Linked DNA regions of Mus musculus: region 2 is linked to region 1. The links are chromatin contacts, called in public HiChIP or PLAC-seq maps. All regions are on one chromosome and are shown on one strand. Each heading gives the region's core, a stretch centred on a gene start, on an enhancer-like site or on the middle of the called end of the contact. The rest is flanking DNA. Distances are from core to core; before and after follow the strand shown.

Evidence for each region. HiChIP or PLAC-seq counts read pairs in DNA pulled down with a chosen protein or histone mark.
Region 2: an H3K27ac HiChIP or PLAC-seq map of stem cell-derived neural progenitor cells shows a contact between it and region 1. The contact joins two enhancer-like sites. A contact is called at or near these places in 3 of 15 datasets of contacts at CTCF or cohesin (the NIH/3T3 cell line, embryonic stem cells and large pre-B cells), 38 of 484 Hi-C or Micro-C datasets (the 63-12 cell line, B cells, the BV-2 cell line and 28 more), 8 of 115 datasets of contacts at active chromatin or transcription factors (double positive thymocytes, embryonic stem cells, epiblast stem cells and 4 more) and 4 of 9 other capture datasets (adipose tissue, embryonic stem cells, liver and 1 more).

Annotation. Positions count from the first base shown.
Region 1 is chr2:166,588,658-166,595,105 of GRCm38.p6, forward strand. Prex1 (phosphatidylinositol-3,4,5-trisphosphate-dependent Rac exchange factor 1) reads right to left here. Exons shown (of 40, transcript NM_177782.3): 16 at 5,103-5,245; 17 at 4,139-4,231; 18 at 3,544-3,692; 19 at 1,777-1,862; 20 at 853-989; 21 at 297-402. Among named protein-coding and RNA genes, the nearest start is that of Gm29679, 27 kb to the left of the region's middle. Within about 2 kb of position 3,559, at least 18 of the 459 cell types and tissues checked have an H3K27ac peak or open chromatin away from gene starts, as enhancers often do. A contact at or near this core is called in cerebral cortex and stem cell-derived neural progenitor cells, where this site is marked.
Region 2 is chr2:166,689,331-166,695,778 of GRCm38.p6, forward strand. All of the region lies in intron 1 of Prex1 (phosphatidylinositol-3,4,5-trisphosphate-dependent Rac exchange factor 1), which reads right to left. Among named protein-coding and RNA genes, the nearest start is that of Gm50596, 10 kb to the right of the region's middle. Within about 2 kb of position 3,026, at least 76 of the 459 cell types and tissues checked have an H3K27ac peak or open chromatin away from gene starts, as enhancers often do. A contact at or near this core is called in cerebral cortex and stem cell-derived neural progenitor cells, where this site is marked.

The sequences.
Region 1 (6,448 bases), core at 2,309-4,808:
GATGGGGGCAGAGCCACAAGGATAATAAACTAGGACTTGGGCAAACTGTGCTAGGCCATCAGGCAGCAAGAGAATCAGGAGCCAAGGCATGTGGGGAGCTTCTAGAAGCTGAGAGTCCCAGAAAGAACCACGGCCCAGGGAGATTCACTACAGTGTGAGCCGCTAAAGATGGGCCCTGCTCTGAGCTGCTCACAGCACCAAGGGGGCCAACTGGGATGGATGGAGACCTGGGGACACAAAAGACCAGACATCCCCGTGACCCCAAACTGAAGCTCTTCCCACTCCCCGTCCCTTACCTGAGTCAGGCTGGTCATCTTCCTGGGGGTCCTCATCAGGGGCACCCTGGCTGGCTCGTGCCAGCTGGGCATCCTCGTGGCTGTGGTAGACCCACTGGTAAAGACCCTGCGAAGAACCACTGTCAGAGGACGAGCCAAGGCAGGCGGTCCCCTGATTCCTGCCCATGAGGCCACCTCTGAAGAGATCTCCAAAATGTCCCTCTGGAACTGAGGGACCACTGGCTGGGGGTGGAACACCAACTCTGAAGCGGGGCTTTGACAACACTGGGGTACAAGTAATATCCTCATCTCTCCTGAATCTCCAAAGTCAAGAGAAGGCGTGTAGATGGAAGAGTGACTGTAGCCATGAGTCTGTCACACTGTCAGCAGGGGAGAATTTGGGCTGTCAGAACCCAACCCTGCAAGTGATTTCTATGGTTAATGTGGCTCGTTGCTGAAGTCACAACACTCCCGTTTGTAAAAGGGCCTTTCACACTCAGCTCAGCTCAGTGCTCCTAAGCAGTCTAAGGGGCCTCCAAGATGGCAGGCAGCCTCCCACCTTCCGCTCAGTGCTCACCAGGGCCTCCTCCCTGTGGTTGCGGAAAGCCTGGAAGTGCTCGAGAACCTCCAGGGCGCCATCATTCGCCACGCTGGTGCCGTTGACTTTCAGGATGCATTGGCCCGCGCAGAGCCCGGCAGCCACAGCCTCAGAGCCTGAGGAACAGGAACACTTGAGGCCAGAGCCAGGCAGAGGAGCCAGGGTCCAGCTGCCCCTGCCAATGGCTGCATCCAGAGCGTGCCTCCTCTCAGCTGCCAACCAGAGAGCTGCCGCTGATACAGCAGAGGCAGCCGGCCCAATGTGGTATCTCAGACCCCTATCTTTTGGAGCCCTGCATGCCCGCACAGCGACGGACTGAAGCCAGGACGCAGAGAGAGACCAAAGCTACCCTTAGGGCAAAGGCTCAGAAAATCCAGGACACAATATAGCTGCCTAGCACGGTCCATCCCTGCCAGTCCTACCACAGGTCCCAAGCAGTGGGTCGTGAGCATCTCTAGGCTAACGGACAACTCTAGAAATGAAAACAAATGGCCAGCTGACTCCAGCCTAAGATGCACAGGCCTCGAGGACCTTGGCCCATGCAGGTCCCAGTCTCAGGGGCCTCCAACTACCTCTCTGCCCTGCGTCTACAACACAACACTTCACCTCTCTGGGCCTTAATATTCTCATCTGTGAAGTTGGTAAACAGCACATCTCTTCAAAGGACTCTGGAGAGACTCTAGAAGCTTGGGCGTGGGGAATGGCTGTCCTTACTAAGTGCTCAGTAGATGTTAGTCACTTTCTCAGTTCTAGCTGGACTGCCTAAGGCTCTAGCCAAGGTCTCACACAGCTGGACCATGGCCTTGATGCCACTGGGAAGCTATAGTCGCTTGCACTGGGCATGCGGCTCTCCACGCCCACGATGTGGCCCCAAGAGGCTCTGCACACCAGACTCCCGCTCACCTCTGCCCACAGCAAAGACACACGGCGGGGCTGTTCCTCGAATCTGGAAGGACAGGGCCTCTGGGTGGTCAGGGACTTTGATGGTCCTGGCAGGCACAGGGGCAGAGACAGGCCATGAGAAAAAGGAGTGTGGGTCCTCAAGGAGTCCCTTCCCGCCAACACCCTGGGCTTCTTGGAAATCAGCCATGAGAGGAGCAATGATCAACATGGTCAGTCAACCAGGTCCCCAAAGAACCAAAGGCTGTCACCCAAGCAGACAGGGGCTGAGACAGTGGCGGATACCAAGGGGAGGCACAGCTTGGGGGCTGTGGGTGCCAAGGGAAGGTACCAGCCGCAGGGATTGGCAGATATCATTCATTTTGAGCTGCTAGGCAGCTTCTGTCCCCAGCACACAGCATGATCCCTCCTTCCATGTCTACCGGGCAAGCAGAGCCACCCTGAGAGCCTGTCCTCAAAGATTAAACCCTGGTGACTTCCGTCTCCGGCATCGAGTAGCTAAGCCTTTCCTGTCACCTTTTCCTTGAATCTCCTGTCCTTACAGAAACAGAGTCTAAACCAGCGGTTCTCAACCTTGCTAATGCTGGGGGGCCCTTTAATACAGTTCCTTATGAAGCCAGGCGTGATGGTGCACGCCTTTAATCCCAGCACTTGGGAGGCAGAGAGAGGCAGGTGGATTTCTGAGTTCGAGGCCAGCCTGGTCTACAAAGTGAGTTCCAGGACAGCCAGGGCTACACAGAGAAACACTGTCTCAAAAAAAAAAAAAAAAAAAAAAAAAAAATGCAGTTCCTTATGTTCTCGTGACCCCACCAACCATAAAATTATTTTCATAGCTACTTCCTAACTGTAATTTTCCTACTGTTAGGGATCCTAACGTGAATATCTGTGTTTTCAAATGGTCTTAGGCAACCTCTGTGAAAGGATCAGCCAACATTTGCCTCAAGTGCCTGGGAAGCAGGGAACCAAATAATTAACCAATATAAGTACATTTGTGCTGGAGAGATGGCTCAGTGGTTAAGAGCACTGACTGCCCTTCCAGCGGTCCTGCGTTCAATTCCCAGTAACCACACAGTAGTTCACAACCATCTGTAATGGGATCCAATGCCCTCTTCTGGCATGCAGGTATACATGCAGACAGAGTACATATACATAAATAAATAAATAATAAGTAAAATAAAAGTATGCCCACCGCACCTCTGTCCAGATGTGGCCCACCCTGACCCTGCAAGCCAGGCAGCCATAGAAGGCACCTGCTTCCACCTGCAGCCCCAGGGAAGCCTTCCTCTCCAGCGGTCATCCATGGGGACTTGCTCATGTCTCCTCTCTCCAACTCTGCTCTACCCCCTCACTGCCTCCTCCGACCTGCCACCAACAGTGCAACCTCGGGGGCTTTGCAGTGAGTGCTTCATCTTTCTAGAACCCTCGTCCTCCAGAAGTCGTCTCCTAGAGCCATCGCTCCATCCCCAGTGACATCTCTCTGGCCACTGTCTCTCTGCATACACTGGCTTCCTTCTCTAATCTCAGGTATCTGCTGATAACTGCCAACTCGGCACACGCCTCACACCTGCCCAGTGTATATCTGGCCCCGCCCCCTGACTTCGCAAGAATCCATGGAAGGTAGGAACTGTATCCACCTTGACGGGACGGTGTTCCCAAAACTGAGCTGGTCATGCACTTGGGACATCAAATTAGACTAACAAAGGTGGCAGCCCCATGCTGGAGGGCCAGGCCCAGGGAGACCTGCTGAGTCAGCCTGAGGCTCGCACTCACTCTTTGGCCTTGGTGGCCACCAGGAGGCGGAGCGGGCGGCGGGAGCAGAAGAACTGGTTGAGGATGGTCTCCACCTCAGAGAAGGGACGCAGGAACACCAGGTCCTCGTTGATGGAGTAAATCTTCCTCCCAGCCTGCAGGCCAGCCATCTGGAGGGACAAGCACAGGTGTCACTGGCCTCCTCCCTCTTCACCGAGGAAGCTGGAATGTTCTAGAAGCACCAGGAAGCTGGGCTCTGAGCTGTAAATGAAAGCCCAAGGAGGCAAGGGTGGGTGGCAGTTCCCTTGGGAAGAAATGGCCAGCGCCAGCCTGTGTTGTGACGGCACAGAGGTCAGTGTGGTGGCCACTTTGTAACCATGGGAATGTGAACAAGACTGTGGAAGGAGATGCCATAAACTGGGGTTTGGGAGACAGAAGAAACCCTGCAGGGAGCCAGCCATCTGCTTTCCCTGCACGTCTCCAAGAGCCCAGCAGGTGGCGCTAGTGGAACGTGCCAGGAAGGCAGTCTCATTCCCAGCTACCCTGCATCTCAGAGACACGGGGTCACCCCCAGCTCAGGTACCACCCCACCTGAGTGGCCACCGGTGGGTCTCACCTCAGCCAGCGAGCCCCTCTGCACAGACTTCACTACCACAGCCTTGTTCTTCTCCTCAAGGTCGAAGCCATAGTCGTCCTCCTGTGGCGGGATCTGAAAGCCCAAGATGCACTTATGGCAACCAGACGGGAGCGACGACAACACCCTTCTCCCCAAGAACTAGGATCCTGCGGGGGCGGGGGGTGTGTGTGGCAAGTCTACAAGGCCCCTGAGCTGCCCCACTTTTACTGCTGACTGAAGGAAACAGTCTACAGTGTGACTGGGAATGTACTCAGGCTAAAGTAAAAGAAGAGAGCGGGTGGGCAAAGAGCTCTAGGCAGCAGGTACAGGGGGTGGGAAGGCCCAGAGGCAGCCCCAGGGAGAGAGACTAGCCTGGCTCAGACAGTGAGGAAAGCGTTACCCAGGGGACAAAGCTGGAGAGGCAGGAAGAGCTCAGGACAGACGCTGACTCTTATCCAGGTGTGGTGGGTTACACTGGAGGGCTTTAGAGCACCAGAGGGAACTGCCGTCCCCAGGATTACCACAGACCAGAGAGGTTAGAGTGGCTATGGACAGACCTCTTCCGGACAACTCGCCACAAGCCCAGCCTAAGAAGTCAGGCTAGGTGGGCTGGGATGCCAACCTTGCTGACCTGGTTAGTAAATGTCCCAACTGCAGACACTCAAGGCTCCTGGATGCGAGCAGGACACAAACTCCTGAGAGCTATCTATAGTGCTGGAGGAGGTGACTCAGGAGGCACAGTGAAGCAATGGCTGTGGGCTAGATGAAAGGGTAGGAACTCCTGCAGCCCCAGCGTTTCATGAGGAATATAGTCCTGGCTAGCACAGTGACTTGGCTTTTCTGTCCCAAGACTCATGCTCAGAGCTGCATGCCCTGCTCTGGCCACTGTCTGAAGCTGCCCAGCTCCCAGGCCACAGGAGAGGCAGGGAAGAGAGGCAGAACAGCCCTACTGTGAGCCTCCTACCAGCAGTCGCTTTGCCAGGATGTTCTCCACCAGCTTGAAGTCATTGCGAAGCTGTTTGTTCTTGCTGCTGGTCCCCTCCATCTCCTCATCAGCATGGAAGCGGAAGTACTGGGACTCATCCTTGAATTCGCTCTTCTCCAGAACTGCAAGCCGCAGACACACAGTCGTGGTCAGATGGCAGCGGTTCGGCGCCTTGGCCAACCGGCAGCCACAGGCTAGAAGCAGCTCCCGGACAAGCGTGGCTTGGTCGAGAGAGCATTGTAAGGGAGCAGAATTGCAAGCCAGTGTTAACATGTGTGAACTCCACACAACGGCCTTGGCTCTCTGACTCCTTTAAAAACCTGACATGGCTTGGTGGGTTCAGTGCCTGCCATACAAGCAGTAAGGCCTGCGTTTGGATCCACAGTGCCGATATAAATGCCCTGTGAAGCACATGCCTCTAACCCCAGTGCTGGGGAGACAGAGACCAGCACATCTTCAGAGCTTGCTGGCCAGCAATTGACCCAGTTGGGAGGGCTCTGGGTTCAGATAGAGATCCTGTCTCAAAAACCACAGTGGAAAGTGGCTGAGGAAGGTACCCAGTGTCCCCCTCTGGCCTCCACATGAAGGGTGAGTCCAGCCACATGTTACACGCACACGCGCACACACAACAAGAAATCTTTAAAAACAAAAAAGAAGCTGGGCGTGGTGGCACACGCCTTTAATCCCAGCACTTGGGAGGCAGAGGCAGGTGGATTTCTGAGTTTGAGGCCAGCCTGGTCTACAGAGTGAGTTCCAGGACTGCCAGGGTTACACAAAGAAACCCTGTCTCTCCAAAAAAAAACAAAAAAACAAAAACAAAAAAACAGAAACAGAAACAGAAAAACCAAGAAAGAAAAAGCAAAGGAAGGAAGGAAAGAGAGAAGGTCCATCAAAGCAAAGAGTTAGCCTGTGAGGGCCTGCGTGCAAGAAGAGAGCCAGTCCAGATTCCTCCAGACCCCACTATGCTCATGGGGGGCCATTCTTCCTCCTGCAGGGGAACTACCTGTGTGTGAGTGGGCAACCCCTCTCCCGCTCTGGAACAAACAGGCACGCAAATTGCTACTTCCCTCAGAGCAGGGCGTGCCAGGCTCCGAGCATCCCGCTAATTTAGCCTCTGCTGTAAACATGGGGTTAGGAGGCTCCAGAGCTGGAGGAAGAGTCACCGTGCTGTCTCTGAGCAATGATGTCCAAGGAGACACAGAGGGACACTCTCCAGTCACTGGCCAGCCAGGTGAGGCCCCACCTCCCCCTTCCAGCCAAGGCTGCTAGCTCAGCTTTGAGAGGTGCACACAGACTGAAGTTCAAACCCCTCCAGCTGATACTTT
Region 2 (6,448 bases), core at 1,776-4,275, 100 kb after region 1:
TCCCACTTTATGAATATAAAGCTAAGGCTCAAAGTGAGAAATGGGGGTTGAAGAGATGGCTTGGTCAGCAATTACCATGACAACCCAAAAGATAGAAGATTGATAGATGAGTACACAGATGACAGATACATAGAAAGATAGATGACAGATACACAGATGCATAGACAGACAGACAAATAGGCAGGCAGGCAGACACACAGATGTACCTTGCTTCCAAGTCACATAGCCGGGTATGAGGAGAAAGATAAAACCAAGTTTCCATACTTTGAGCCTTCAGTCTGGAAAGTTCTCTGACAAGGGATCACGGACCTCAAGACCCACTCTGAACCAAGCCACCGGCTCTATCTGCAATGCCAAGGTCAAGGTGTACTGCACAAAGGTTCCATAAAAACGGAGTGAAGTGACAGGAGCGAGGAGGGCCACACATGTGCAGGTCTCAGGACATTCAGAGCCTGTGAGGACCCAATGGACCAACTCCTATCAACACACGGGCAGGATGGTCAGGGAAGGGACCTCCCTAGGCAGCAACATCCCAGCAGAGTGGGGCCAAAAACAGAGCTGCGCTGTGTTGGGATCTGTCAGGGCCAGCAGTACAAAGGGCCACACTGGGTACAGGGAAGGGATGAGAGAGAGCAATGGAAAACACCAGGCAGAGGCGGCCACAGGGTGAGGACAACCTTGATCCCCGCATACAACAATTATAATGCAATTGTCTTCTCTGTCCCTGACCCCACAAGACTAGGGGCTCACAGAGGGCCCAGGGGGCGTCCTGCACACTACCTACCAACACATGTGTACCAAACAGCAGTGCAGAAAATCCCAGCCTGCCTCATTTCAAAGAAGAGCCTGGTATGCACAGACTACAGTATGTATGATACAGCTTGAGTTATTATTAATGTATTCTGCATTCATTTGCAAATCTGTTAATTATAACTAAGGCAGCAATGCACCAAAATATACAAAGTATCTCTCCCCATTCTCTGCCTGAGGCCCCCTGTGGTGGGCAGCCTGGTGCCCTGCAGTAGTTTTCTCTGTGATGAGGGTGTTCTTTTCTAAGAGCTGTCCTTGAGCTCACATGCCTGGTGCCCCAGCTCCAGTTCCTGAATGACCCGCCCGTGCCACCACAGACAGTAAGTTAGATCTCAAGTGTCCCTCCACCCCCACCCCCACCCCCACCCCCACCCCCAAAGCCTGGGTCACCATCCTGGATGCTACCCAGAAGTGGCAGAACCGTTAGGAGGCATGGCCTGCGGAAAGGAAGCCAGCTCTCTGGAGAGATACTACTTCATGGATATTGGGGACGCAGCCCTGAGGTGAGCGGGTCTCATGGACCTGTTCCCACAGCCGTGGCGTACTGCCTTATCACAGGTGACTGGACCAACCCCAAGTCCGAGACCTCAAATACCATGAACTGACGTTCTCGGATGCTTTGTCACCACAACAGAAAGCCAACTGACATGCCCACCCAAAGAGCCTTTTAGTGCTTTTTTTTTTCCCCTTTTCCTTCTTCCTCTTCTATTTAAGATAGAATCCAATGTAGCCCAGGCTGGACTCAAATATGCTATGTAGATGAGGACGACTTTGAAAGCCTGCCTGATCCTCCTGCCTTTGCCTCCTTTGCCAGGATTACATTAAGCCCAGCTTCTGTGCTATTATTGTTTAGTAGTAGTAGTAGTAGTAGTAGTAGTAGTAGTAGTAGTAGTAGTAGTAGTTGTTGTTGTTGTTGTTGTTTTCCCCCTAAACACTGGGATTGCCTTTCTCACTTACTCTAGCTGCCTTCCTATCCACAGAGAGGTCAGAGGTCAAGAACATTCTTTGCAAAGCACGCTTGATGGTCTAACAAGCTATTTGCTAATGCCCACCTCTGCGGTTTACCTGTTGGTTATCATTTTACTGTGTCATTAGAAATGCAGCTGGAAAAAAATCTCCACAGCTTTACATCTTTCATATGCACTGTGTGTGCGCATGTGTGTGTGCACATGTATATGTGAGTGTGTGTGTGTGTGTGTGTGTGTGTGTGTGTGTGTGTGAGTGTGTGAGTGTGTACGTGTGTGCACCAATAAGTGCGCATGCAGAAGACAGATCAGGGCCTCTGGTATCTTCCCTCACTCTCCTCCACCTCGGTGCTCTGAGGCAGGGTCTCTCCTGAACCAGACACTCACCATTTCAGCTAGGCAGGCTGGCCAGCAAGCTCTTGGAATGTGCCTCCCTCTGGCCCCACCTCTAACCCTGTGTAGCTTCTCACATGAGTATAGGGGATTCAAACTCAGGGCCTCCCACTTTCAAAGCAAGCGCTCTTACCCATTGAGCATCTCCCCTGCGCACCCACGGGCTTTTTTTCTTCCCCCTTGAGAGATTCCCAAGGGAACTGAGCCAAGGGTGTTAAAGTCACCGCCAAGCTATTTTAACACTCTGCCGCTCTGCCTGTCCCCTGCCTGTCCCCTGCAGCCATGCCAGCCTGGTTTCACAGCTGCTGTGCACACTGTGGTATAAAGGACAGAAGGTTGACGTTGACACGCGCCTTCTCAGCAGAATGGCAGCCCCGCATCGTTCTCAGCCCACAAGATCTGCGGAGTCTGGAGCATACTGGCTGGGTACTGGGACACAGGCTTGCAAACCTGAGTCTGTTCATTTGAGGCCAGCCTGGGCTACCCCGAAAGACTCTCTCACGAAATAAAGGGATGGGGCACTGCAAGGAGGGGGTAGTTCAGTGGGTGAGCACTTCTCTAGACTGTTCAAAGACTTAGGACCTATCTTCTCCTCCTAGGGCAAGGGGACAAAAAAGCATTCTGGCCCAGATGAAAGTGAGAGTAGGTAGGGGAAACGCTACCCCATTACAGGAACGGGCATGGGATGGGGACACCTTAGCCCAGCCCCTCCCTCCCTGGCAAGCTGACTCCAGAGCCTACACTATCCCCCCTGTGGAATGATTTCACACCCGGGACCGGACAAAGATGCCTTTGTCACTTGCTGCGGGAGCCAGCGCTGCCGGAACATTCTGGGTTCTGTTCATTCAGATCTCCCTGTGTGGGGAGGGGAGGGCACAGCAGAACAGGATGCTTCCCACTGGGGCTGACCTCAGGCCCAGACGCCTCAGCAGACCTGGAGCGGGCTCCAAGCCCCTGCTGGTTTTGCTGGTTCGCTCCACAAACACTAGCTGTGAGCTCAGGCTGGGCCCAGCACTGGAAGCCTGGCTCCACACTTCATCCTCTGACCCAAGAATTCCCACCATTTGCAGATGCAAACACACAGCTGGTGTGAGCCTGGACAGGTTACAAACAAAACCTTTCTCTTACAACGAAGTGACTGGAGAACACCTTCCCACTTAGTTCCTGGGAAGGCCACTGTGCTCGAAGCACAGCACTTCAGACCTGTAACCACCGGTGCTCTTAGGAGATCGGTGGAAAGAGCTAGAACAGCAGGGGAAGAGGCAGTGTGACTGTGGTTTTTAAAGCAAGCAGGCGGGTGGCGAGAAGGCAAAGGAGAGGCAAGGGAAGAAGCCCCAGCTGAGAGAAGAAACAGTCCACCCAGCATCCAGCATCCGTCCCTTTATGGTCCCAATGCTCTGGGGTCTTCTTTCTAGGAACCACCCCTCCCCCCCACCTCCAATGGGTGCAGGGAAGTCCCGCCCCGAGTCTCAGTGAAGGATCAGACATGGGCACAGGGCCTGTGATAGCAAATCGGAGCCCACCCAGGACATGATGGACTCTCTTGTAACCCAGGCCTCTCTGTTCCTGGTTTTTGTTGCTGCTGCTGCTGCTGTTTATATGTTTGTTTGTTGCTTGCTTGTTTGTATGAGACAGGTTCTATGTAGCCCTGGCTATCCTGGAACTCACTATGTATACCAGGCTAGCCACTACGCCCTGTTTTTAATATTTTTAACTGTATTTAGAGAGTGTGTGTGGGTGAGTGTGTGTATACATGTGTGCACACACTTGCAGCAATCAGTTCTCTCCTCCCAACACATAGGTCCAAGAAATCAACTCAAGTCATCAGGCTTGGTAGTGATCACCCTTACCTGCTTAGCCATCTTGCTAGCTGCCAGTTCTTGTTCTTACTGGAGGCTGTTGGGGTGGGTTTTTCTGTCACTTGTCACAAAGAATCCTGACAGACAGACAGCTCTTGCTGGTGACTACTGTTTCAAAAACACAGACTAGGGCGAGCCAAGGACAACGGCTCTAGATGTAAGGGCAGGAAGACCTGACAGCACCTGAGCGGTTCATCACACTGTGGGGGAAACCCCTTGCTTCTTCACTGTAGGGACCTCCCAAAGGGACATGGAGCAGTCTGTAGGACAGATGGACGTGAGAGCATCCTGTACCACAGCTGACACTGCAAAAGAGACTGCCCACAGGCTACAGGAAATAGAGGCTGGGCCACAGAATCAGCCCCTCTGGAGACAACCTTCTCCCTCTTCTCCACACAGAGACAGAGAAGGACCACCCAAGAGCTGGCTGGCACCTCCACTTCAAATGCCCATGCCCCAGTAGGAACAGAGGAGACCAAAGGATGGTCCTTCAAAATAACTCCTCTCTCCTGTAAGGAACATGCATTCCTTATGTGTCTGACAAAAAGACAAAAACAAGTTGGAAGAAATATTCCTTTATCCTCTTAACTATTCAATTATAAAACAAAACCAGAGATAGTGCACTGACAACCAAAATTCAAGTAGTCAGGGCTGCCTGCAGGAACCTCAGCTGGATATGCAAGCCATAAAAATAGATTTTCATGCAAGAAATAATTTTTTAATCAAAAGGTTTTTTCCTTTTTGGGGTTTTTTAGAAAGGGTTTTTCCATGTAGCCCTGGCTTTCCTGGAACTCACTGTACAGACAAGGCTGGTCTCGAACCCAGAGATCAGCCTGCCTCTGCCTCCCAAGTGTTGGGACTAAAGGCCTGTACCACCACTGCCAGGCTCAAAAAATTCTTTCTCAATGTTGACAACTAATAAGAAAAATCTAAAATACTGTGCAGGCCAACAGAACCCACTTAGGGGCCTGATCTGGCCTGAAGAGCCCCAATTTGTAGCCTGTGTTCTAACCATGAAGGATGGGGAAGGTGCTCTAACTTGATCACAGCTCCCCAATCACACTGAGACCTGACCCACAGTGTCAACCCAACTGTGACTTCCTACAAGAAACACACAGCCCACCCTCTCCTGTCATGGACACTGAAATAAAAGACACTGTTCCCAGGCACACAGTTGATCCACTGCATCCAGAGAGGGCTCAATCCCAGTCTCCTTCTCCATTTCCTTGGTGCTCAAAGGCCCTTGTCAGTAGGGTTAAAGCTGACTGTCACCATGTGATGTCACCATATGGAAACGTGAGCTCCAGTGCCATCTCAGCAACCAACTGGTAACCCTGGGTCACTGTGGTGATTTCAATAAGAATGGCCTCCAGACTCATGTATTTGACTACTCCTTCTTGGAGTGGGTGTGGCCTTTTGGGGGTGGGTGTGGCTTTTATCAGAGTGGGTGTTGCCTTCTTGGAGTGGGTGTGGCCTTGTTCAAGGAAGTATATCACTATGGGGGCAGGCTTTGAGGTTTCTATCCTCAAGCTATGCCCAGTATGCTGCACAGTCTCCTTAAGCTGCCTTTGGATCCAGATGGAGAGCTCTTGACTCCTCCTCCAGCACCATGTCTGCCAGCACGCTGCCATGCTCCCCCAACATGATGATAATGGACTGAACCTCTGAAACTGTAAGCCAGCCCCAATTAAATGCTTCCCTTTGTAAGAGTTGCCATGGTCATAGTGTCTCTTCGCAGCAATGAAATCCCAAGGCAGACACTGGGCAGCTCTGTGCCTCGGTTTCCCTTCCTGGAAAAATGAGATCATGGATAATGTGCTGTCTCTGCCTTGGCTGGCCCTGACCTCGTTCTAAGATTCTAGTGTTCTGGTGCCAATGTGTTTTATGCCAGAGTGTCCTAACGAAGGGGCAAAGCACTGGCATGGGCTGGGGAGGTGGCCCAGTTGGTAACAAGCTTGCCTTGCATACACTGGGGCCTGAGATTAATCCCCAAAAGCTATGCTTTAAAAGCTAAATATGGGACTAGGCAGTGAGTGGTAGCACAGACCACTAAGCCCAGCACTCAGGAAGCAGAGGCTGGCAGATTCTGAGTCAGAGGCCAGCCTGGTCTACAGAGTGAGTTCCAGGACAGCCAGAGCTACATAGAAAGGCCCTGTCTCAAACAAACAAACAAACAAACAAACAAACACATATGCAAACATACATACCTATCTGGGTGTGGTGGGTAGGTGGATAGATGGATGGACAGGTAAGTAAGCAGACAGACAGATAGACAGACAGATACCTAGGTGTGGTGGCCAAGTTTGTACCATGAGCCAAAGAGGAGAATCCCTAGAGCTTACTGGATGGATAGTCAGCCTAGCCTACCTGGCAAGTTCCAGGTCGGGGAGATACTCTGTAAAAAAAAAAAAAAAAAAAAAG